Linked DNA regions of Zea mays: region 1 is linked to region 2. The links are chromatin contacts, called in public Hi-C maps. All regions are on one chromosome and are shown on one strand. Each heading gives the region's core, a stretch centred on a gene start, on an enhancer-like site or on the middle of the called end of the contact. The rest is flanking DNA. Distances are from core to core; before and after follow the strand shown. Region 1 holds the start of LOC100382756 (Transducin/WD40 repeat-like superfamily protein). Region 2 has its middle 13 kb from the start of LOC118476197.

Region 1 (3,042 bases), core at 421-2,920, 190 kb before region 2:
AGTAAAAGCCGCAGCAGCTATGAAGCGACCATTTGGGGATATGTCAGCCATATTATTTTTTAACTGATTGGTGTCAACTGTACCAAACTCCTTCCCACTCTTCCCATGCCAAACTTTGATATCAGTTGCTGTGAACAGCATAGGATAATTAGCCTTAGTGAGAAATTAAGAGTTTCTGTGTTTACTACTAAAAGAAAAAATGTCTAAATTTGAAGCTAATGGAATAAAACATCTGCCAATTGCAATCTTTAATCCATTAAAATAACTATTAAGTACTGTAAAGGCCAATATAACAGGTCACACCTTCTGAGCATGAAATGATAATAGTGCTCCCATCACCAGACCCATGAGTTGCACGGGCCGCTGCAAGGTTGAGCACAGACTCCTTGCCATGTATCTTGGGGTGACTCCACTTGATTTCAGGTGGAGAAAGCTTTCCCTGCAGTTTGTTTTCCGCGGTTGGAGGAGCGCTAACATCCGCATACATATAAAGAGATGATCCCAGAAGCGCCTGCGCCGCCACAACAACAGATGATGACCCCTCTGAGAAAGTAACAGCCGTAGGGTGCGCTCCAGCTGGCAAGTTTATCCTAAGAATCCTGCAAACATCCCCACGCCATCATAGCTCAATGGTGCTGCCCATGCTTCTTCTTTTTTTCTTTTTGGTAGAAGTATTAACTTTTTATTGAACGTGATATATTACTTGAAGCTCTTGCTAGAGGTATCATCGATCCTGAATACCCTGATGGCTCCATCAGCACATACTGCAACAGTAAGCAGGATAGATTCAGTATTTATTGGATTGTGGGGTAACTGATACACTTGATTGCAGATGCATGTAAGATTTCGTGGATTTGCGATGCCATGGCAGAAATAGTTGCCAACTGAGTGGAATGTGAGCAGCAGGGAATATAAAGATGTCCACAGAAGAGGCGGCACCAAACTAGGCTATGAAAACGCGTCGCATGAAACAATGAGAAGGGGAAATAGGCTGACCGGTAACTAGGTTGCAGGCGTCATTGGAGAAGGCAAGTGCAGTGACGGAGTCAGTATGCCCCCTCAAGGTGTTGACATCAAGATGGTGGTGCTTCTTGGCCGCGTCCTAGAAGAAAAAAAGATTATGGAGATCAGGGTGCGTTCATGTCATCTTCATGGTGAGATAGGAACGATTCGGAAGATACAGGAAGACTCCGCATCTCAAGGGTGTTTAGCAAACAGAAAGAATACTTGTTCGGAAATGAATCCCCATGCGGCGGATTTTGTTTCCCTGGCAAGACGGAAGTAGCTGTGTATCGCACCGAGAGACGGGGGAGGAGACTGAGATCACCTTGTCGGCCGCGTGGTGATGCGGGCGGAGATGGCCCTTCTTGTACTGGGCCTGGTTGGAGGGGCGGACATGCTTAGGCTGGTCCGGGGCGGCGGCGGTTTCGGTGGGAGGGATGTGGGCGATGGCGGCGCGCTTGCGGCGGAGGTAGCCGGCGAGGAAGACGAGGGCGATGGCGGCACCGAGGACGGCGGAGACGAGGGGCACAGTAAACGAGGACACGAGTGAGGCCGCCATCTGGCCTTGGCTTGCTGGCTGCGGCGGGCGGTGGCGGATCGGGCGGCGCGTGGTGAAGGCGAGAGAAGAGAAGGGGAGGGCTTTTCCCAAGTATTTCCTTTTTTTTCAACGGCCGTTTCAGTGTCTAGATGGAGAGGAAGGGTGCAAATAAGACCAATGATTTTTTACCCAAAATCCCACCCAATGACCCAACCAAAGCCAAAAACTCGATCGGAGCAAAAAAAAAAAAAAAAAAAAAAAAAAAAAAACCCGACCCAGCACGTATAATAAAGAAACACAAACCAATTTAATACGACTTGACTCTAGGCAAGGGTCGAGTACATGTCATGTCAAACGACTCACAACCCTACTTTAATTTGATCCGACATTTGAACAGATCTGATTATTGTACAATCGAGACTTATATGCAAGTGTGGCCATTAGATCATGATCCAAAAATACGTCACATGTAACACTTAAATCCTTCCACCACCAGCTCGCGTAGTTTTATAAAAAAAAACCTAACATACCACGGTAATATCTACAGTTAAATTATGATCCAACAAATCTGGAGTCTTACTTACACACTTGCACATAAGACTTGATTGCACATTATTCGTCGTCTCTAGTGCCTAGGCACCAGGATGTTCTAAGGCTAGTTTGGAAACTTAAATCGTCTTCAAAATTAGAGGGGATTAGGGGAATCCAAACTAACTCCTAGTGTATAATAATCTCTTGTGGTGCTAATCTCTTCTCTATTATATTTATTTTTTATTTCTATATCTCTACTCGTATAAAACATCAGTTTCCATGGTTCTACCGTTATCGTGTGTCAAGTGGTCTGTGTCGTTATCTTCTAGATGGGTCGTGAGAAAACACTCAAGCCCAACACGACATGAAACATCATACATCGCACCACCATAGAGGATATCGACCTTCATACTCATTGCTTATATTAACCCCCCCCCCCAACTTCACACCTCTTTCCTCGTCTCTCCTCCCTCACCCAGTTCCGCACCACCAAAGAGAATATCGATCTTCCCGCATCGGAAAGTGCCTCGAACCAATGTCGCGACTCTATGTCGCCATGTGCCTCTGCAGGTAGCAGGGCAAGAACAACCGAGAGAGAAGGAGGAGGAGGCATCGATGTGCCGTCGGCGATGCGTGGCTGAATAGCTAAGGGAGAGAAGGAAGCGCTTTAGATCCCGAGTTTAGTTCTGTATTGGTTGTTGGCAAATAACTTAAGAGATATTAAGGTCGATGATAATATATGTATTATCGTTTTCATATAATCATTGTGTGCTAATATTTTTATTAAATTATATGTTGTCCCAAGGCACATGTACTATACTAGTATACTCTATACAAAGGCATAAATAGAAACCATAGCAACATACAAGCACTTTGCTAGCCAATAATTAAGAGAGTGTATGACATGGCTCCAAAGCACAACTACAAGAAAGAGTTGTCGAGAGCTAGTCAAACACTCTAACTTTAGAGTT
Region 2 (3,028 bases), core at 125-2,624:
CTGATACCCCATACCCCTTCTCTCACTGCCCTGTGGCCCCAAACGTGTCAGGTTTCTTCTTCCCAAAGTGGAAAAAAGTAGGGGCAGGGGTCACGGTAATGTTCAGTGCTCAGGCAACGCCACCCATCTCAAAACCCCAACCAGGCACTACTCCCTCTCCTCCTCTCCTCCTCTGCCCTCTCGCCCTCTCGTCCGGTGAGCAGTTCGCTGTCTCTCCGCTGATCGCATACTGCAGCCGAGAAGCACGACAGGGATGGAGGTATATACCACCCTCTCTCTCTCTCTCTCTCTCTCTCTCTCTCTCTCTCTCTCTCTGACTACGTCGAGAGTCACCGCTCGTGGAGTCCGCCCGGCCCGCCTTGCATCCTCCGTTCCCATGGCACACCGGTAGGTTAAGGAAGAAGAAAGGCTCATCTTTTACTTGTCGCATCGATCGCATACGCAGATACGCTCCTCTGGCCGACCGGCTGGCCACCAATTCCTCGTACCTCGGTGACGGCGAAGCCAGAGGAGCAGGAGTGCCTCGGCATTCATTCGGTTCTGCCCGGCCCGCCTCGCAGAGTCGCAGGTTCCCATGGCACACCGGGAGATTGAGGAAGAAGAAAGGATCATCTTTTACTTGTCGCATCGATCGCATAAGCAGATACGCTCCTCTGGCCGGCCGGCTGGCCACCAATTCCTCGTACCTCGGTGACGGCGAAGCCAGGGAGCAGGAGTGCCTCGGCATTCATTCGGCTCCGCCCGGCCCGCCTTGCATCCTCGGTTCCCATGGCACAACGGGAGGTTGAGAAAAGGCTCATCTTTTACTTGTCGCATCGATCGCATACGCTCCTCTGGCCGGCCGGCTGGCCACCAATTCCTCGTACCTCGGTGACGGCGAAGACAGAGGAGCAGGAGTGCCTCGGCATTCATTCGGCACTAGTCTAGTGTCTTAGAGAGGAGCAGGAAGACCTCGGCTCTAAAACCCCAAGAAAACCCCTAGTCCCTATTATTAGTTTATTACTTTACTACTACTATTAAAGCAAAGTAGCGCCCACAGTAGCGAATTAGCGATACCGCGCCCCCGCCCATCCCCTCCCCGCCCGGCGTCCGCGACCGCCGCCCTCGCTGCCCACCCCTATGGCCTCCTCCTCTAGCAAAGCTGCCCTTCACCTCCGCCGCCGAACGCGCCACCGCCTGCACTGTTGCTCAGTCCCACCGCCCCGGCCCGCGATCCCCAACCCGCGTGTGATATCCGACGGCGAGCCACCGGCGATCACCGGAGATTTCGGGAAGAAGATGCGGGAAGAAGCAGCAGAGAAGAGGGAAGACAGAGGTATGGTGGGGATTTGTTGTTCTGTTATTTCTTGACCAGGTTGCTACAGTATTTATGTATATGGCCTATACGCCAATTACAAGGCCCAAATCCGGCCCAACAATCAAACAAGATCAGTCTCAGAACAATCCCGCCTGGCGGCTCCCTTCCTGTTAGTTCTCCTGTGCCGGCGACGCCATGACAGTGCCCCTCCTGAAGAACCAGCTGGTCCCCAGATGGTAGAAGCGGGAAACTTGGTTCGTAGCACATTGTAATCCTCCCAGGTAGCCATCTCCGTAGGAAGACCTGCCCACTTGATCAGGATTTGAGTAACAGCAGCTGAACCTTTTCTCACCAAACGCCTGTCCAAAATGCTTTCTGGATCCGGAGGATTTGTCTCTGAAAAAACTGCTGGTGGCAAGTCAGAAAACACCGGAGTGTGGTCTGGAATGTGCTCTTTTAGTTGTGAGACATGGAATACTGGGTGTATGGAAGCTGAATCCGGTAACAGAAGCTTGTATGTCATCTTTTGAAAATGCCTCAGTTTATTTTCTCTGTTTTCTGTAGGAACTTATTTGGGACGAAAATGAAAATTGACATCTTATCTATGTGATCTGCAGGACGACGACATGATGAAATACGCTCCGGATATCTTCACTCGCTTGGAAGCCAGAGACTGCCGGAGCAGTATCGTTACCATCATTGACAAGAGAGGAAAGAGAACTGGATTTGGAAGTGGTTTTGTCATCTATGACGGTCCTCCAAGGTACGAAACAATAGAAAAAAATTACTCTAGAGCATGGTTTAAAAGGCATCGCCTAGGCGACGCCTAGGCGTCCAGGCGCTAGATTTTGCTAGGCATCGGCACCGCCCAGGTAAGAACGAGCATGGCGTCCGCCTTAGCGAGGTAGGCGACTGGGCGACGCCTTCTTCCCCTGGGTGACGCCTGACCTTGGGGTTGTTGGCCGTAGTCGCCGCGCGTGCGCAGAGCCCAAATTGGCGCACGTTTTGGCGCGGGAATAGGTAAGGAAAGTAGGAAGCAGAGGGGAATAGATAAGGAAATAGAGAAATTGATTAGGGCACACCTTCCCTGGACGGCACTTGCGGCGGCGGCGCCACCTTCCTGGACGCGGCCTCCTGTGCACGCGCGGCAGCCCCTCCCTGTGCGCGCGCAGCAGCCCCTCACTGTGCGCCGGCTGCTCCTCCCTGTGCGCGCGGCTGCTGCTCCTTGTGCGCGCGGCTCCTCCCTGCTCCCTGCGCACGGCTGCTGCTCCCTGCGCGTGGCTGCTGTTCCCTGGGCGCGCCCCTCCCTGCACGGCGGCAGGTCTTCCCTGGTAGGTCCTCCTCCCCTGCTTTCTCTCAGGTTTCTGTCAAGACTCAAGAATGGTGTTCCTCCTCCCCTGCTTCCCCTGGTTTCAGGTTTCTGTCAAGTGTCAAGAACTCAAGACTGTGCAGTGAGTACCCTGGTTTCAGGTTTCTGTCAAGTGTCAAGAACTCAAGACTGTGCAGCGAGTACCCTGGTTTCAGGTTTCTGTCAAGACTGCAGCAAGTAGCGACAACACAATGTCTTCTCCAAATGTAGCTCCATCTTCTGTGGCTGCTGAGTACGACCCGAAGAGCGATCCTACTCGGAAGCCACAGAAGTCTACTGATCCAGGGTGGAAGTACGGATTTTGGCCAGATCTTCAAAATAAAGATAAGGTGGAATGCACTCTATGTGGTCAGGTTGTTAGT

The links. A called contact is a pair of places that touch in the nucleus more often than the background predicts.
Region 1: a contact with region 2 is called in a Hi-C map of leaf, with 3 times the contacts expected there. The contact joins the promoter of LOC100382756 here to the enhancer-like site in region 2. A contact is called at or near these places in 2 of 25 Hi-C or Micro-C datasets (ear and leaf).

What each region holds. Positions count from the first base shown.
Region 1 is chr1:306,915,062-306,918,103 of Zm-B73-REFERENCE-NAM-5.0, reverse strand. LOC100382756 (Transducin/WD40 repeat-like superfamily protein) reads right to left here and starts at 1,670. Exons shown (of 10, transcript NM_001366799.1): 1 at 1,328-1,670; 2 at 997-1,102; 3 at 704-764; 4 at 304-599; 5 at 1-128. The coding sequence starts at 1,561.
Region 2 is chr1:306,728,182-306,731,209 of Zm-B73-REFERENCE-NAM-5.0, reverse strand. No RefSeq gene overlaps it. Among protein-coding and RNA genes, the nearest start is that of LOC118476197, 13 kb to the right of the region's middle. Within about 2 kb of position 1,374, at least 15 of the 20 cell types and tissues checked have an H3K27ac peak or open chromatin away from gene starts, as enhancers often do. A contact at or near this core is called in ear and leaf, where this site is marked.